Linked DNA regions of Sus scrofa: region 1 is linked to region 2. The links are chromatin contacts, called in public HiChIP or PLAC-seq maps. All regions are on one chromosome and are shown on one strand. Each heading gives the region's core, a stretch centred on a gene start, on an enhancer-like site or on the middle of the called end of the contact. The rest is flanking DNA. Distances are from core to core; before and after follow the strand shown.

What was found. HiChIP or PLAC-seq counts read pairs in DNA pulled down with a chosen protein or histone mark.
Region 1: an H3K27ac HiChIP or PLAC-seq map of skeletal muscle shows a contact between it and region 2, with 3 times the contacts expected there. The contact joins two enhancer-like sites. A contact is called at or near these places in 2 of 2 datasets of contacts at active chromatin or transcription factors (alveolar macrophages and skeletal muscle).

Annotation. Positions count from the first base shown.
Region 1 is chr8:72,647,865-72,653,716 of Sscrofa11.1, forward strand. SEPT11 (septin-11) reads left to right here. Exons shown (of 11, transcript XM_021101474.1): 4 at 1-90. Among named protein-coding and RNA genes, the nearest start is that of CCNI, 69 kb to the right of the region's middle. Within about 2 kb of position 2,732, at least 52 of the 83 cell types and tissues checked have an H3K27ac peak or open chromatin away from gene starts, as enhancers often do. A contact at or near this core is called in skeletal muscle, where this site is marked.
Region 2 is chr8:71,892,200-71,898,146 of Sscrofa11.1, forward strand. The region is part of intron 1 of SCARB2 (scavenger receptor class B member 2); the gene reads right to left. Among named protein-coding and RNA genes, the nearest start is that of SCARB2, 15 kb to the right of the region's middle. Within about 2 kb of position 3,647, at least 16 of the 83 cell types and tissues checked have an H3K27ac peak or open chromatin away from gene starts, as enhancers often do. A contact at or near this core is called in skeletal muscle, where this site is marked.

The sequences.
Region 1 (5,852 bases), core at 1,482-3,981, 750 kb after region 2:
AAGTTATGAGCTTCAGGAAAGCAACGTGCGGCTGAAGTTAACCATCGTGGACACCGTGGGCTTCGGAGACCAGATAAATAAGGATGACAGGTACATCTAGGGGTTTCGAGGGGATATAAATGGATGAGAAGGTAACAGGACCCATCCTGGGTAAAGGCAAAGACTAAGGGTTCGCAAGTTATGGGGCTTAGTCTCCTGTCCCCTAAAAGATAAGACATTCTTGTCCTCTGAGAAATTTTCTTAGAGTGTTCTTCAGGTCAGAATCAGCTCATGTGACTGATTCCAGCTACTGTAAGCAGAAAAGCGATTTGTTTGAAGGAATAAGCTAGCTTATGACATTTTTCCAGGAGTTACAGAGCTAGGTTTGAGGGCTTCCCCTCCTGGAAAAGCAATCTAGAGAAATTACCTATGGTTACCGAAACTCCTGCCACCAGCTAACTTATATAGTTCCGTGCCTGTGATGCTGGGGCAGGTCTCTAGAATCTCCACCAATCTGCCCCCCCACTATGAACCAGATGCTTTCACCCTTGCTTGCAAGAAGAAGCCCTTTCCCTGTGTTGTGGTCTCTGCCTTGTGTGGGTCACTCCCTGCATCTGTTTGACAGAAAGCAGACCACATCCAGAACACTGGCTGCAAGGGAGTCCAGGAAGTGTGGTTTCTGGGTTTTGTTGTTATTAATGCTGGGGTTAAAAAGGGGGGGGGGGCATGAAAAAGTAAAAGGAGTTTGGAATGAGCATTTGCCGTGCTCTCCTCGTCTCTGCAGCGGATCGGGATATTTGAATTAATCCCCAGATTCCTACAGAGCTGAATGAAGTCTCCAAGTGGACATGATTTTGCCCAAGAAGCCACAGCCTGGGATTGAGGAGACTGGGTTGCGGTCTGGGTTCTGCCCATGACCAGCTGCGGGCCCTCTCGCCCCTAAGGGAATTACACTAGTTCTTAGGTCTCTTCTCTTCTTAGGTGAGGTCTCAGGAAGCCTGGAGGAAGGGTGTGGTAATAATAGAGAGTTTGGCTGTGTTTTGGTGCCTTTGGCAACAGTGGTATCGGCTTCTAAAATCCCAGAGCGAAGAAAGCATTTTTATGAAAGATAAAGATTTTTGGAAGAAATCGTCATTCATTTCCAGCCAGCGCAGGATCTTAATATTGATGCCGTGGTGCCAGCACTGTGAGGCCTTTGTGGATTGTCTCCATCTTCCTGTAGGCTGCTTGGAGCTGGGTGGCCCGCTGGGCGCAGAATGGCCACATTGAGTCTGAATAATGATGGTGGTTTGAGTGCAGCCTACTGAGGAATTCAGGTCACTCTCTATCCAGAGAGGGCTTGGTAAGCGAATTAGATAATGCGTACAACAAACTTCTGTGTCGCTGTGGCAGAAAGACATCTTTAACCTGCTTAAGAAAGAAAATATCTTTTCAGAATTCTGGTCTAGTAGTTTGAGGAGAGAAGCCATTAGCTGTGAGTCAGTCTTGTGTAGTCATTCACTAAAGCTGCCTTACATAAACTCACAGATGATCTTATGATAAGATAATATGGTGAGGCTTTATTTGTATAAAAACATACGTACTCAGTGTATAAAGTCAAGCAAGTTTGACTTTTTTCCTCTGAAGTTGCTGTATGCCCTTATTTGAGGAAAGCTGCTAATCCTTAAAACTTCCTGGTACACACCCATATGTTAATCTCAAGATCACCCATCCTATCTCATGGTTATTTTAAATATATTTTAAGTATCTCCATTCATTCTTAAAAGAAGTTTGAGAGAGTTACAATGAAATTGTCCCTTGCTCAAAGATAATTCCAGAAGGAGGCTTCCAGAGACATTTTTGTTCAGTGACCACTTAAGGGGACTAAGACATCAGATCATTGAGTTACATTATGTTTGCTTAGGGCTCAGAAATTTCATTAGTACAGGTTTGTTTGTTTGTTTTCATTTTCCTCAAAACATGTGTATGTGTGTGTTTTGTAAAGAGGAATTTGAAGTATTTTTATCCAGAGCTGTGTATTAGCTAGATAAAATTTTAACTGTTTTTGATATAAATATATGGGTACACAGTAATGACAGAGAAATATTTAAGTCATGCTCTAGCTAAGCACTGAACTGTATTTTATCTATAGAACAATTTCAGTGCTCTTCCATACACATTGGCCTGTAGTAACAGGAGCAATTGTTAGCCAGAGTAAGAAGGATTTTATTTTGCATCTGTCAAAATGGACTGTCTGTACATTGTGTTGGAGCGGGGGACAGCTAAGCTCAGCCCCTGCAGCTGAGCAGTTGATCTTAATTTATGACCCCGATGCCTGCCTGAAGGCTGTTTCTAATGCCCAGTGAAACAGATGAAGACAGAGCCCGGTGACAAGCAGAAGAGCCCCAGTGCATTGTGGGAGCCAGGGAGGGAGCCAGGGCTCCCGGTCCTTGCACAGTCAGGTCTGCATCTCTGACCTGCGCCTGTTTCTCCCTGGGGTCGTGCACTCCCTGATGGGAAGACAGCGGCCTGACCTTCCCAGGCTGCCTTCCTGCAGGAGTGAGAACTGCCCTCTGGCATTTTGCTGCTGAGATCCCACGAGCTGTCCCAGCACAGAGTCGTGGCCTCAGCACTGCCGCAGCAATTTTACTTCTCCCCTAAACGGGGACTTTCCTGCAGTCTGGTAGGTTTTCACTCGCCAGCCCGGAACAGCAGGTGGCCAGTGCGGTGTGGAGCCACATATATGCAGCTGGAGGCTTCTTTAAGAAATTATCTGACTCATTCAGGGCAAATAATAGTTTCCAAGGAAACTTAGAAGAGAGGAAGTGTGATATTAACCTAACCTAGATACCAAATTTTTTTTTTTCTCCTGAAATTTCTTGACAGCTGTTGCATAACTTCTGTAAGTGGCATTTCGTACCCTGTGCCCCAGAAGGACTGGTGACACGGTTGACTATTAACCCACATGACCACTGCTAAAAAAAGTCATTACTCAGACAGGGTCTGCTTCCATCAAAAATTGGAAGGGAGATCTGCATTTTTGTATCAATATGTAAACATAAGGGAAGGATGCTGTTTCTCTAAACCCATGATTATTTTTACTACTTTGGGGATTAGGCAAGCTTTTCTGCCATCGATGCAAGACTTCAAGAATGTCCCAGTTTGTTTATGTAGGCTTCAGACATGTCAGCATTCCTGCATCATTATCTGCCTGGGACCAGGCTAGCTAGATGGAGGCAGGAAGAGCGATCTGGTGAGGTCTCCTGTTTTGCTTAAGAGCACCATTAACTCTTTGTGGTCTAAGGGCCTCCTTGTTTTGATGTCTGTACTCTTCTGTGAGGAAGGAAAGAGATCTGGGCCAAAAGAGGAACCAAGTTTTGCCCCAGTGCTTGAAAGAGAATTCATGTGCCCCACATTTGGGAGACAGGGCATCAGTGGCATTATTACAAAATATAAGATAATCAGCCCTGAAAAGCATGGATGATTGAAATCCACTGAGAGAATCCTCAGACTCACCAAGTCTTCATCAGAGTTGTAAAATGGTAATGGAGTGGACTGTTTGCTCTTTATTTTTTTTCAATTTTTATTTTATTTTTTAATTTTTTGCTATAGTTGATTTACAATGTTCTATTTCTGCTGTACAGAAAAGTGGCCCAGTCATCCATATATGTATATGTATATACACACATTCTTTTTTTTTCTTTTTTTTTTTTTTTTTTTTTTTTTTTTTTTTGCTTTTTAGGGCTGCATTTGCAGCGTATGGCAGTTCCCAGGCTAGGGGTCAGATCAGTGCTGCAGCTGCCGGTCTACACCACAGCCATGGCAATGCCAGATCCAAGCCGCATCTGCAACTTACACCGCAGCTCATGGCAAGGCCAGATCCTTAACCCACTGAGTGGGGCCAGGGATTGAACCCTCATCCTCATGGATACTAATCAAGGTTGTCACCACTGAGCCACAATGGGAACTCCCAATTTTTTGTAGTTTTTATGGTGGGAGATTCATGGGGGCAAGAAAAAGTGGTGGGTAAAAGGAATATCCTCATGCCTTAAAAGGAGATTGTGTGAAAATGTAAGGACTAGATCTGATTGGCACCCCACCCCCACCCCCTTCCTCTGCTTGATGGGGCTACAATCCAGAGAAGTTGGAATTGGGCAAACAGAATAGAGATAGGTATCCTTGCTGTAAGAATGGAAACCAGCAAAGGGCAAAATGGGAATGACGATCCCTTATCTTTATGACTTTGAATGTAGCTGACAAGCAGACAGGAGTAGGAGAGAAGGCAGAGAGTTGTGTTTAAAGGATGTGAAGGGAAGGACAGAGCCACTGGGCTGACTCCTCATTCATCACGAAGAAACTATTTCATCAACATGATTAAATCTTGAACACAGGGAATAATGATTTTGGTAAATAGTTCTCCTGTAAGACATCGATTTGTTTATAGTGACACAGGGGGTAAATGGATGAGATTTCTTGCTCGAAGTGTGGGAGGCAGCGAGGGGGTCTCCGGGTGGACCCCAGGGTTCTGAACCGGCCAGTGGTATAGATGGAGGCGCCATTTGCGGAGCTGAGGAGTGTGGGTGAGTGTAGGTTTGGGGACAAGAGGCAGAGTTTGATTTTGCACACATTTAGTTAGAAGAGCAAATGCTAGTATCTGGTAAGCATTTGGGTGAATTGGTCTGAAACTTGGGTGGAAGATCTGTTTAAGTGCAGTGTAGGAATAAATGTGATTTTTCCAAGGAAACGACATACAGGGAAAAGAAAGCGATTGAAAAGATTGGTCAGAAGTTCCCTGGTGGCTCAGCAGGTTAAGGATCTGGCGTTGTCCCCGCTCGGTGTGGGTTCTATCCCTAGCCAGGGAACTTCCTTGTTTTGTGGGCGTGGCCAAAACAACAAAAAGAAAGGGGCCAGAACTCCTTAACAGGGGAAGGCAGAAGGAAGCCCGAGGTGTAAGAGAACAAAAGATGTCTGGCTATTCTGACTGCAGGACAGGAAGCTTTCCTCACCAGGAAAGGACAGATGATATGCATCCTGAAATCTTGGAGGGTTGGAATCCAAACCAAAGGCAAAAAGAAAATTCACAGAAAGAAGAAAGTACTTGGACCTCCGTTGGGGGAGGTGCTGAAATGCTGGGGAGACAGGAGGGAGCAACCGCTTGTCAGCTGCTGTTCCTCCCTTGGGGCTAAGAGGGTGTGTGTGTGTGTGTGTGTAGGGGGGGGACCCTGACTCCCCCTGACACAAGCCTCAGGGTCGGAGCCTGGAAAGTCAGGCCCTGCACTCACAGGGCATGGGTGGCGCCAGAGTGGCCTGGTCCCCTGCCCTGCAGGCTGTGAGCTCATTGCACAACAGTTACCATGGAAGCAGGTCACTGTGAAGTTCCTCCCCCCCCAATCTTTTCAAAAGTCAGGCTTGTTTTTCTCTTGCTATTTATCATAATACTGTGAAATAGTTATACCTCATGCTTATATGGCAGTTCTTTATATATATTAGCTCACTTGCTTCTCACATGAGCTCTCTGATATAGGTACTATTTTTGTCCTTGATGTTACCTATGAGGAAATTGAGACACAGAGAGGTTTAGTAACTTGTCCAAAGTCACACAGCTAGTAAATTTGGAATTGGAGTTTGGGCTTAGGCGTTCTGGCTTGAGTCTATGCTTCTAACCACCATTTTATTTAACTATTCTCACATAATAATAATTATTACTATTGTTATGTAATACCTGCCTACATTTTCTAATTTTAAAATGTAGGAAAATCTTATTACTTGCTCATTCTTTTTGAAGTCAAAGTGGGATTTCTGTTGTAATGTTTAGAATTTTATTGAGGCACGTTCTACGTTTTCTTTGAACTTCTAGAGATTTTGTCTGCTTAAACTGAATCAATGGATTGTGA
Region 2 (5,947 bases), core at 2,397-4,896:
TGCCCTTGCTCAGTGGGTTAACGATCCGGCGTTGCCGTGAGCTGTGGTGTAGGTTGCAGACGTGGCTCGGATCCCGCGTTGCTGTGGCTCTGGCATAGGCCGGTGGCTACAGCTCCGATTCAACCCCTAGCCTGGGAATCTCCATATGCCGCGAGAGCGGCCCAAAGAAATAGCAACAACAACAACAAAAGACAAAAAAAAAAAAACACATTTTCCCACTTTATACCTCAGGAGACCAAAGCTCAAAAAGATTAGTGGGAGTTCCCTTCGTGGCTCAGTGGTTAACAAATCCAACTAGGAATCATGAGATTTCAGGTTTGATCCCTGGCATCGCTCAGTGGGTTAAGGATCCGGCGTTGCCATGAGCTGTGGTGTAGGTTGCGGACGTGGCTGAGACCTGGCACTGCTGTGGCTGTGGTGTAGGCCGGCAGCAACAGCTCCGATTAGACCCCTAGCCTGGGAACCTCCATATGCCATGGGTGCAGCCCTGGAAAAGACAAAAAACAAACAAACAAACAAAAAAGGTTAGTGAATGCCTGAGGTTTGCCAGCATCGAGCCGCTCCAGGACTCACTGCAAACAGCAATGGTTCAGGAATCCCTATCTCTCCATTCTGGGGAAATGCTGGCTGCAAGGAAACACCCTTCCCCATGTGACTCTCTTGTTTACTGAAGATAAGGTGAGACACCGACCCTCCAGATGCCCCATTTTTGTATTGGAGTTAGTGGAATAGCTTGCCCCCACTGATCAATGGGAGCAAAATGCTTGTTAAGAGACAGCATGGTGACTACAGTTAGTAACACTGAATCGTACACTTGAAAATTGCTAAGAGAACAGATCTCAAGTGTTCTTGCCACACGTGCAAAGAAGTAACTCTGTGAGGTGATGGCTTTGTGAATTGCCTTGATTGTGTAATCATTTCATGACGCAACCCACTGTACACCTTAAATACATACAATTTTTGTTTGTTAATCATACCTTAGTAGTGCTGGGGGAAAAATGCTTGTTAACCAAACTTTGGTTGAGTTTCTCTCCTTCCTAGCCTGGTGAACTCCTCCCTGTAAAAGAAAATCCCTTTAGGCTTCCCCTGAGGCCCCACAGATCACATAGTCAGAGGTCCCCCTAATGCAAGCCCCTCCGTGTACTGCAACTCCTCTCCCTTCACCGTAATCCTTTCAAATAGTCTCTCCTTATCTAAGTCGGATTTGTTTTTTATTTTTAATTAACTTTTTTTTTTTTTTTCCTTTCTTAGCCTCTCCGTGGCATATGGAGTTCCTGGACCAGGAAGCAGATCCGAGTTGCAATTTCAACCTAAGCTGCCATCGCGGCAACACCAGATCCTTAACCCACTGTGCCGGGCCCCGGATTGAACCTGTGTCCCAGTGCTCCTGCCAATCCTGTTGAGCCACAGTGGGAACTCCTTGGATTTATTTTTTTACTTGACTTTCCTAATTATTATGCCAGCTGCCTATTTGCAGTGACACCAGCCCATGTGGGAAGGAGGGCTAGGCTAGGATTATTGAAAGGATTAAATGAGGTTTCAGCAGAGCGCTTATCTCAGGCCACACTCAAAATACTCAACAATGGGTGACTATGATCTTGACTACTACCATCTTCAGGTTGGGGATGTGGGGGTTCCCGGACTTGGTCTGAATTAAAAAAGGAATCCTGTCACTTCCATGAGTCTGCTCAAATGCACACAACCCAACAAATGTTAAACAATAAAAGTGGGAAAAGAGAAGGAAAGTCTTGAGTCCTGACCCTCTCTTCCAGCCCTACATAAAACTCAGTTTAGGAGTTCCCGTCGTGGCTTAGTGGTTAACGAATCTGACTAGGAATCATGAGGTTGAGGGTTCGATCCATGGCCTTGCTCAGTAGGTTAAGGATCCGGCGTTGCCGTGAGCTGTGGTGTAGGTTGCAGACGTGGCTCAGATCCTGTGCTGCTGTGGCTCTGGTGTAGGCCGGTGGCTACGGCTCCGATTAGACCCCTGGGATCCTCCATATGCCATGGGAGTGGCCCTAGAAAAGGCAAAAACACACACAAAAAAACTCAGTTTAGGTTGAAACAAGAAAGAATCCGCATAAAATTGGAAATAAAATGTTGACCAGGACAAGGATGACTTAGTAGATTTTTGAAAATTCACAGGCTGGAGTAGAAAGCCAACATCAGAATTATAAAACTACACAGAAATAAGAAACATGCTCATTATGAATGTTAAATGGCAAAAGCAGACAATGAGAAATATACGTAAGTGTGGACAAGACCCGCAGATAAAATGCCAAGCATGAAAGCATCGCAGGGGGATGAACATATAATTTCACAATTTCAATCTTTCAGTTACCCTCCAAAGCTCTAAGCCTCTATACTAAACAACTAACAGCACTCATCTCTGTGCATCTCCATTCCTCTGTGATGGTTCTCTGCATTGTTTGGATCTTTCTCACATCAGAAATAAATGGCTTCTGTGAGCAGAAAAAAATACTTGTTCCTTTATCTTTTTTAAGAAAGTGAAAATCTAGGAAAGAAACTCAGATTCTATGACATGTATGCATAGACCCCAGGGGGAAGCAGAATGTGTGGGAAACAGAGAATTAACTTCATCTAGGCTTCTCCTCGGTCCCAGTGACACAAGAGCAATGCTGATGCCTCGTCCGCTGGGGCCAGTTCTCCCTCCCGAGCTCCAAGGGCCCCATCCCCAACACTGCGCTTCACAGCGTTTCTTTTCCTGTCGTTGTCAGGAGGGTTGATTTGACCCTGTATTCCTCACCCACTTTTCATGATGAGCATCACGGTGTGTGGAGTGCGAAAGGATTTGCTGCGGCAACATGGATGGGCTGAGAGATTATCACACTAAGTGAAAAGTCAGAGAACGATAAATATTATATATCGCTTATACGTGGAATCTAAAAAATCGTACAAATGAACTTAGTGATGAAACCAAAACAGAGTCATGGACACAGAAAACAAATTTATGGTTACCAAAGGGGAAAGGGGGTATGGGAAGGGATAAATTGGGCGTATGAGATGAACAGATACATAGTACCATATACAAAATAGAAAACAAAAAGGATTTACTATCTAGCACAGGGGATTCTATTCACTAGCTTGTGAGAAACTATCATAGAAAAGAACTAAAAAAAGAATGCAGAAATATACATGTATAGATATTACCAAATTGCTGTACACCTGAAACTAATACAATATTGTAAATCAACTACGCTTCAATAAAAAAGAAAGGATTTGCAACCTCATTTACTTATTCAAGTAAAGAACATGATTTCAGGATTACAAACCCCAAAAGAGCCAGGTGGTGTGAAAGAACAGATGGTTAACTGCCCAAGTTTTTCTTGCCTGATTTGTATCCAGCTTTTAGGCAAAAAAAAAAAAAAAAAAAAAAAAAAAATCCAAAGACAGAGGAAGAGTTTCCAGAAAGGAGGAAGACACAATCCCTTCCAGAAGGGAGGGTAAAACTGGCTGTTCTCCTGACAGTCTGACTTGAACTTGTTCCTCCAAGTTTCAAGTTGAGCATGGTGAAGTTTCAAGGCAGAAATAAACAGTTGGAGTCCTTCACTAAACAAAGCACATGAAAAACCTAGCAACAACGATCCCAACAGCCTGCCGGAGCCACACTGAGAGCAGATGCTGTTACCACCCCGGGTTCTCCTCACTGCCTGCTTCTACCCCCATCATCGGCCTCTCCCTGGTCACTCTTAGTGGAGTCAACACCCAAACAAGTCTCACACCACCTCTGATTCCATTCAAATCTTGCTCTCAAGAGGGTTGGCTTTTCCTGCACCTTTAATGTATCTTTTTTCTTCCACCCCAAATGGCTGGATGTTTGTCAAGGGACCCACAATAAATCCCAGAATAGATGGTGTGTGGTGTGTGTGTGTATGTGTGTGTGTGTGTGTGTGTGTGTGTGTGTGTGTTTGTGTGTGTGTGTACACTAAGTAGGGACAGGGAATGAGAGAACAGAAGCGAGTTTATAAATACAGCTGCCAACATTTCTAAAACAATTGCGTCTTTATTTTTATCTCCTTCCCCTGACATTCAGCTCAGAGAAGGGCAACTGTTATTACTACCATGGCAGCTGCTACATACTGAAAGTCTCTAGGGGTCAGGTGCAGTGCTAGGGCCTTAGGCTCAGGATCTCTAAGCCTTACACGGACCCTGTAAGGTAAAAAAAAATCCCATTTTGCAGATAAGGAAATGGTAGCTTTCCTCCACCCACAGAGCCAGTAAGTCAAGTCAAATCCCACTGAGTCCTGGTCTGTGGGTTGGCAAAGCCCATGCTTGGCCAGTCTAGCAGCCACAACCCCCAGGGCAGAGCTGTTCGATTTACTGAATAAAAACACAGGATGCCCAAGGATGTCCCAAATATTGCATTGTTATATTTTTTAAAAAATGCTTTCATTCTTAGGATTAAGTGCTAAGGGATTCAGAGGCAAACTGTTGCGAAGTGTGCAAGTTACATTCAAATAAGTCAAGGAAAAGCATTTGCGAGAGAGTTGCAGTCACTATAGCAAGATGCTAATAACTGAATGTTGAAATGAAGTTTGAAGCGAATCAAAATATTTCACAGATGTACTCATTAAACTATTATTCATTGCTTATCTGAAATTCAAGTTTAACTAGGCATCCTCTCTTTTATTCTGGCAACCTACCCCCAAGAGACCATGAAACTGTGGAGGAACCATCATTTGGGCTCTGAGACCTTTCTGGGCCACTAGACAACCTGTAGCCAGAGAGCTGTCCACCTATACAAAATTAAAAATCAGAGAAAGGTCCCAAATCAGTTGTATCATGTGACTTGGGATACTGCAGAGCATAATGAATTATTCCAAGCATACTATTGTGTCACTACCATCAAAAGAAATACTGGAAAGATGGTCATGCTGGGTGATGAATCTGCAGTGTCAACAGCCAAATTCATCATTTGGACTGAAACACTGAACTTTTTCATTAACTAGCCAATATGTATATACTGAGTGCTTTCTCTGTGCCCAATGAGCATAGGCCCTGTTCTCAAGAAGACATTTTGCTGAGGACACAAAATTGATATCCGCATAACAGTGAACTTTTATGTGCAAGGCCCAAAGAAGGCTGATGCCTGAAATTATTTTTTTTTTCTTTTTAGGGCTGCACCCACAGCATATGGAGGTTCCCAGACTAGGGATCGAATTGGAGCTGTAGCTACTGGCCTACACCACAGCCACAGCCACACAGGATCTGAGCCACATCTGCAACCTACACCACAGCTCACGGCAATGCCAGATCCCTAACCCACTGAGCAAGGCCAGGAATCGAATCCGTAACTTCGTGGTTTGTAGTCGGATTCATTTCCACTGCTCCATGACAGGAACACCTTTTTTTTTTTTTTTTTTCTTTTTCTTTGATGCATGAAATTATTTGGATCATTTCAATTGAATGGCTCCATCCAAAAATCTCCATCTGGATACCTTATAGGCTCACCATCAATGTGATCAAAAACGGGCCTTAGGATTTTTCTCCTCTAATCAATCACTCAGTCCTACGGATTCCACCTCCTCTTCTCCACTTCTGTTCCTAAGCTCATTTCATCGCCCCATGGACGGTGGCAATACTGTTCAGCATAAAGTAATATTGAATACCTACTAGGTAACTAGATACCAGGGATTCTCCTAACTGTTTACTTCTCTCCCGTCTTGTTCCCTCCAAAGCCCTTACCCACCTCAGCTTTCAGACAGTTCCATCGAAACTGCTTATCAGGGAAGACATGCTCCCCACTGCTCCCAGGAGAAGACAAAGTCCTTGACCTGCCGTGCTAAACCGTGCCATGATCTGACCCCGCCCGTCACCTGCCATCCTCTGTCATTCCCCGCAGGCCCTTTGAACACCAGCGATGCTCAACTGCCCACCTTTCCCAGGTACAGGCTGCATTAGTTGCTTCTTTTTTTTTTAATTTTTA